Regions from separate parts of the Triticum aestivum genome. Here region 2 is linked to region 1. The links are chromatin contacts, called in public Hi-C maps. All regions are on one chromosome and are shown on one strand. The core of a region is the stretch at or near the end of the contact, and the rest is flanking DNA. Distances in the headings are between cores, read along the strand shown. Region 1 holds the start of LOC123058169 (protein SPEAR1). Region 2 holds the start of LOC123060805 (casein kinase 1-like protein 3).

Region 1 (2,911 bases), core at 235-2,734:
TCTCGGCGCCGTTCTCCTTCTTGAAGGCGCTATCTTGTTCGCTTGTGGTTGTCCCTGGTGGTGACTTTGCCGATGTTAAATCCATTACTTGTTCGGTCTGCCTCTCTTGTTGGGTCTTGATGGGTTTAGCTGTGTGTATCCTCTGTTCTGGACCAAGCATCCCTTGTTCCTTTGCTCCGTGCAGCATGTTCGCACCTTCTTGCATTTGTGTCATGTATTCTACCTAACTTTGTACCCATTCTATTTCCTTCTATCAATGAAAGATACGTAAGCTTTGCGTATTCGCGAAAAAAGCAATTCCACTGAAAAAATCGAGCTGGGAAACCACCCCCTCTCCCCACACCCGCCATTCTAAGGCGATATATCTCGCGTCTATGGAAGCTCATTTCCGAGACATGATAACCGCTGGAGGACACTCCATGTAATGCTCTAAATGAAAATTAGACAAGCCATCTTCACACAAGGAAACCAACATCGCTACGTGGGGCTATAAACCGAGCTAAACAAGAAAAAAATGAAAAGGTAGCAGATGAAGGCACATATCCACGCGTATTGTTGCATGTGATCTGTGAGTTAGATCACCGGTTCTTCCAAGATATATACTACAACTCAAAAAAAGAAAAGATACTACGTCCAAACCTCTTGAACGTCAGTAATTTGCACAGCACGCGAAAGACTAGCGTGAATCGCGCGCGCATCTCCCATGTCCTAGGAAGATCACATCCCCATGCGTAGTTACCAACCACAAGCCCACGATATGGGATCTCCCAAATCTGCACTGATCTAGGCTTAAGCACCTTCCGATCTCATTTTTCAACGCATTAAGCACCCCCGGGATATGGATAGATCACATCACTTGCATCGCACGTATGCAACCTGCGAGGCTGCGATTACCCCGATGCAGTCCTCACGCGCCGGTCGAAATGCGCCAACGATTCACGAGGCGGAGGCAACTAATTAAACTCGGATCGATCGATCGATCTAGGAGTACTTACTCATCTGCGGATATATATTGATCCGCGGATCTTCAAGTCCTTGCATAATCTACGTGCAGATCAGGCTATGATCCTGATACGATTTCTCCGCTTCCCAGCTGCCTCCCGTTTTGTATATGCATATTGCTGAGGCTCTTTCCGCTGTCACGGAGTACGTCAACTACACGAGTTGGCGATTTTGTTAATGATTAGCAGCCCAAGATGGCTGGGCCTGGGCGTACTCGGGCGCATGATGGGATCGAATCATGTATGCTTGTGCATGCTAGCTAGCTGTGACAGTGATGCCGACGCAAATTGCAGGGCTCGCGACAAGCGTGGATCCCCTTTAAAACACCCTCACCCAACGCGTGGGCACTATCATATTGTCCACAACCCCTGTTGGCCAGGAGCTCCACGAGTGGCCATCTCCCACCAGATCTTCATATACAGCCACTGACATGTGAGCCGGGTGGATCCAATTTAAAATCTCCGCGGAGGGAAAGACATCCAGGCTCGGTATTTTAATTTTAATGGACACGATCGCGCGATCAAGGGGGGAAAAGTCACGTCCTACTTGGCGAGGGCGATCGTTCTTGGAAGCTGGAGATGTGGCTTAGAAAATCGCCGCGGCAGATCGGCCTGAATCTTTCCAAGGATCTCGTCCAGCTAGCGCCCCGTCGACGATGGATCACCAATAATCAATGGCGCCCTCATGGACTCCTACTTGTATATATATGCGCGCCCTGCTGGCTGTCGCTGTTGGTGAGTCGCCATCGTCGGTGTATATAAACGCATTGTTGCATAGCACGCGGGTGATACTATATGGGGAGCAGCAGCGTCGACGGAGCCGGCGAGATGTGCTTGGAGGCTGGCGCCGGCAGGGCGGGGAGGCGCGGCGGGAAGAAGGCGGCGGAGATGAAGGCCGCCAAGCAGCCGCAGCGCGGGCTCGGCGTCGCGCAGCTGGAGAAGATCCGGATGCAGAACCAGATGATCGCCGCGTACCGCTCCGGCCTGCCTCCGCCGCCTCCGCCGCAGCAGGTGCCGTACGCCGCAGTCCCGACGGCCGGCGCCGCATCGTCTTTCCAGCCCTATCTAGCTGTAAGTACCTACTTGAAAATCGAAATGCTGCATGCATCAGATGACATGTATGCGTAGCTTAAGCTTACCTTTGTGCGCGCGCGTGGTTTCTCAGGGTTGCTTTGAGGCGATGGACCGGAGGATCGCTGACGTGCAGTACAGCCAGTACTACGCGGAGAACCTGCTGCCTAACAGCTCCAGCCGGCCGCCGTCGACGTCGCCGCTCTTCGTCGTCCATGACTCGTCGTCGTCAGGACAGAGGCAGCAGCAGACGCCTCACGAGTACGACTACTGGATGCGCCACAGCCACGAGTCCAGCGGCCGCGGCGGCGCCGGAAGCACGGAAGAGCTAGATCTGGAGCTGAGGCTGTAGGAGACGCCACGGTGAGCTCGATAGATCGAAGTGTCTACTCTAATTAATCATGTGTCCGTGCATGCATGGGCGAAGCGCCATGCGGGAGAGAGGGAGAGGATCAGAGGAGGGGCTTAGAATTAGATTGATCGATTAGCTATCAAACTGGCGGTGCCAGAGTTAGCTGCTGCTTAATTTGCTGACGGAATGGCTGATGCTTTCGTTCTGGAACTGTGGGATGACTGATAAACGTACGCTGCCACGCGCGACCGATACATGCATGTAAATCTTGTTTAACACCTTATTAATTGAAATGGTTACCAGTTTGTAGAGGAAACTTTACATACATGTGTTGCGTAGTACTTTCAAATTGATTTCAGACGGGGGAATTTAAGCGGCCTATATGGCTGTGATGTGCCTGTACTTGGGTCCATCACTCTTTTCCTTCTTTTCTTTTCTTACCAGCAAACATGTCTGTCCGTTGTATCGGGAGAAAAAATATCTCATG
Region 2 (3,113 bases), core at 244-2,743, 790 kb after region 1:
CTAAGATACACAATAATGAAAAAACAAAAAAAATCTCATACTATTCTTTATTATAGATACTCTCACCAACGGACACGACGAAAACACGAAGGAACCATAACACATATTATGAACTATTTCATATTATAACTTTTTTCTAAACCACGATTTAACTAATGATCGAACTAATAGATAATAATGATGATAGAGGTGATGATACGATACCGGAGCACCTCTGCCAAGTTTGGAGCAAGCCAAGGGGGGTGCCCATACCCAAGTACTCAAGTCTCCTTCTTTGCTAATGCTGGTGGTGAAGGAGCTCACTTATTCTATTTGAGGAAATCCAAAAGGATCTCCTTCAGGTATTGGATCTTATGAAGCAGTCATTGTGTAGCATTATTCTTCACCTCACACATGATATCCTTGTTTTCTGGTCCCCATAGCTTTTCCTTCATGCATCACTTTCGCTTGGATGGGAGATGTCTCAGTTGGAGGGTATACACAATTGGGAATTATTCTCAACTCCATAATTGTTAACCAAATTATGAAAAGGATTCCTATGTAACCTGGTCGAGGGCTTCTTTGAAATGGATCCCTCTAATACCTTGAAGCCCAAGTGAATTCTTGTTGTCTTCGGGGTCCTGGATGAAACTGGGGTAGTCGAGATGCTAGCTAGGATTTCCCGTAAAGATTCTGGTGCCTGAGCTTCTATGGAGTTCACTGATTCCTCCTCCATCACAACATGCTCCATAAGCTCTCTCTCAATCTCCTCCTTCAACCGCTAAGCATCATCATCAACGGTGTAGGAGGAAGAAAACATGGCGAACTTGTCCTCAAAACACTGATAGAAAATAGCTCGAAATGAAAACAAGAGGAAATCTTTACGTAGATCAGAATATTTCAGGAATTTATAGGAATTTTTACCGTGCAGGACAAGCTTACGTGCGAAAGACGGAGTCAGGAAGGTGCACGTGCCCCCCACACGGACAGGTGGCGCGACTAGGGGGTAGGTCGCACCCTAGCCCGTGTGGCCCCCCCGGGCACCGTCTGGATGCTTCTTTTTCTAAAAAAATATTAAATATCCCAAAACTTATAAAAATTATTAAATATTCCAAAACTTATAGATATAATTTTTATAGAATTTTCGGGTGTCAGTTTACTTACCGTGTATCACATACCTATTCCTTTTTCAGGATTCTTGATGTAGTTTGTTAACTATAGATAGATTTATACAGAACAGAGGCGCTATTGTAAAGACAAATTATAAGATGGAAACAAAATCTATGACTACTCAAAGTAATGTGTATGGAAAATTATGACGTGGAACGCAAGCACGCGCAACACCGACGCCGCGAGCCAGAGACCGATTGTCGAAAACGTGGCACATCCCGCGTGAGAAGCGCCACCCCACAGGGGATAAGATTAAGCCGCCGTCACGTCACCTAACCCACACGGCTATTACGACCGCCCCGTTCCGCCGCGGCCCTACGCCGGCCCGTCTCCCCTTTCCGAGAGAGAAGACTCTCTCGGCCGACCCGACTCGACCCCGCGGCCGAAATAAAGCAAGCGACCGACGCAGCGCCAGTGAACCCCACCACCGTCTCTTCTCTTCTCAGTTCGCACGTCTCACCGCGCGTTTCTCTTCTGCCCCCGCTCCACGCCAGGCAAACCCGAAGCCCCCACCACACGACGCCGCCCGCCGTCCCCTCCTCTGGAATCGGGCGGGGGAAGAAGTGTTCAGGACTGGCGGCATGGACCGCATCGTCGGCCGCAAGTTCAAGCTCGGCCGGAAGATCGGCTCCGGCTCCTTCGGGGTCATCTACCTCGGTGAGCGATCGTTCGATTCCCCGCCGCCGCCGCCCGCGTTTGTTCAGTTTTTTTTCCTCTTCGACTCTATCCATAGCCGTCTGATGCTGTCGCTGTTGCTGCTGCTGCAGCCACGGATATGGACACCTACGAGATCGTCGCGGTGAAGATTGTGAGTCCTGTATCCCCTGTTTCCTCTCAGCCCTGCCCTGTTCTGCCCTGTTTCATACTTCAATTTTCGATTGGGTTGCTGTTGAGTAGTTGGCTCAAGTGGAGAGGTGGGTGATTGCCTGATTGGATTGCTGTTGAGTTAAGCGGATATATAGGTGGAATGCTGGATTGGTTTGCTTGCTTCCACTCGCGCGGATGCATTATTCGATTGCTGTCCCGAATTTGTCTGTTAGTCGTCGCTCTTGCTTGTTTTGGGCTGATCATAATGGGATTAGAAAATGCTGGTAATCATGTAGTCAGAAAGGTCGAAGCACACGCCTTTTATTTAATTGTATGGCTACTTGGCCTGCTTTCCCCTTTCCTTTCTAGAATGCTCCCTCTTAGCATCTTGGGTGATGATCGATACAGGTGGTGGTTGGTCATAATGACGCTTGGCGTAGAGGAATTGTATTTGTAGCCTTGCAGGAAAAAGTTGTGAGACCAAGCATACGAGTGGGAGCGGAAAGTTTGATTGTTATTGTCAAAGCTCAGTTGGTGCCCCTGCTTTCCCCCCATCCCACTTCATGGCTTGCCTTGTGAGAGCAAGCATACCAGTGGGAAAGGAAAGTTTGAGTGTTATTGTTATATGCACTGCCTACTTGCCTAGTGAAACCCCTTTTTCTTGCACACACCATCTCCGAATCCTTATTTTGGTAACCTCACTGGCAGGAAAGTAGCAGCTCAAAGCACCCCCAGCTGTTTTATGAGGCAAAGATCTACAACGCCCTGCAAGGAGGAAGTATGTATGCCCTGTCATCCAATTCTCCTTAGTTCCATGGTTGGTGGGTTTATTTGGATAAGATCCGGAGTTGACAGGGAATGTTTTGGCTTCCAGGTGGCATTGCGAATGTTAAATGGTGTGGTGTAGATGGGGAGGAAAATGTTCTTATCATTGATCTGTTGGGGCCGAGCTTAGAGAATTTGTTTGTCTACTGCGGCAGAAAATTCACCTTGAAGACTGTCCTAATGCTTGCAGACCAAATGGTAATTAGTAACCGTTTATTTCACTTTATTTCATTACCTTATGCCGAACACTGAAAGCCATTTGGAAAGTGTCAACGTTTGTTCAGCAATTTGAATTCTTGTGGAACTCACAGGAAAAAAGAAATATATCTGAT

What was found. Hi-C and Micro-C count contacts between places; a contact is called where the count stands out from the background.
Region 2: a contact with region 1 is called in a Hi-C map of leaf, with 8 times the contacts expected there. The contact joins the promoter of LOC123060805 here to the promoter of LOC123058169 in region 1. A contact is called at or near these places in 2 of 5 Hi-C or Micro-C datasets (both in leaf).

Annotation. Positions count from the first base shown.
Region 1 is chr3A:159,256,513-159,259,423 of IWGSC CS RefSeq v2.1, forward strand. It overlaps LOC123058169 (protein SPEAR1), which reads left to right and starts at 1,485. Exons shown (of 2, transcript XM_044480982.1): 1 at 1,485-2,072; 2 at 2,167-2,745. The coding sequence starts at 1,797. The coding sequence ends at 2,424.
Region 2 is chr3A:160,044,002-160,047,114 of IWGSC CS RefSeq v2.1, forward strand. LOC123060805 (casein kinase 1-like protein 3) reads left to right here and starts at 1,494. Exons shown (of 15, transcript XR_006428156.1): 1 at 1,494-1,806; 2 at 1,917-1,957; 3 at 2,665-2,734; 4 at 2,831-2,979.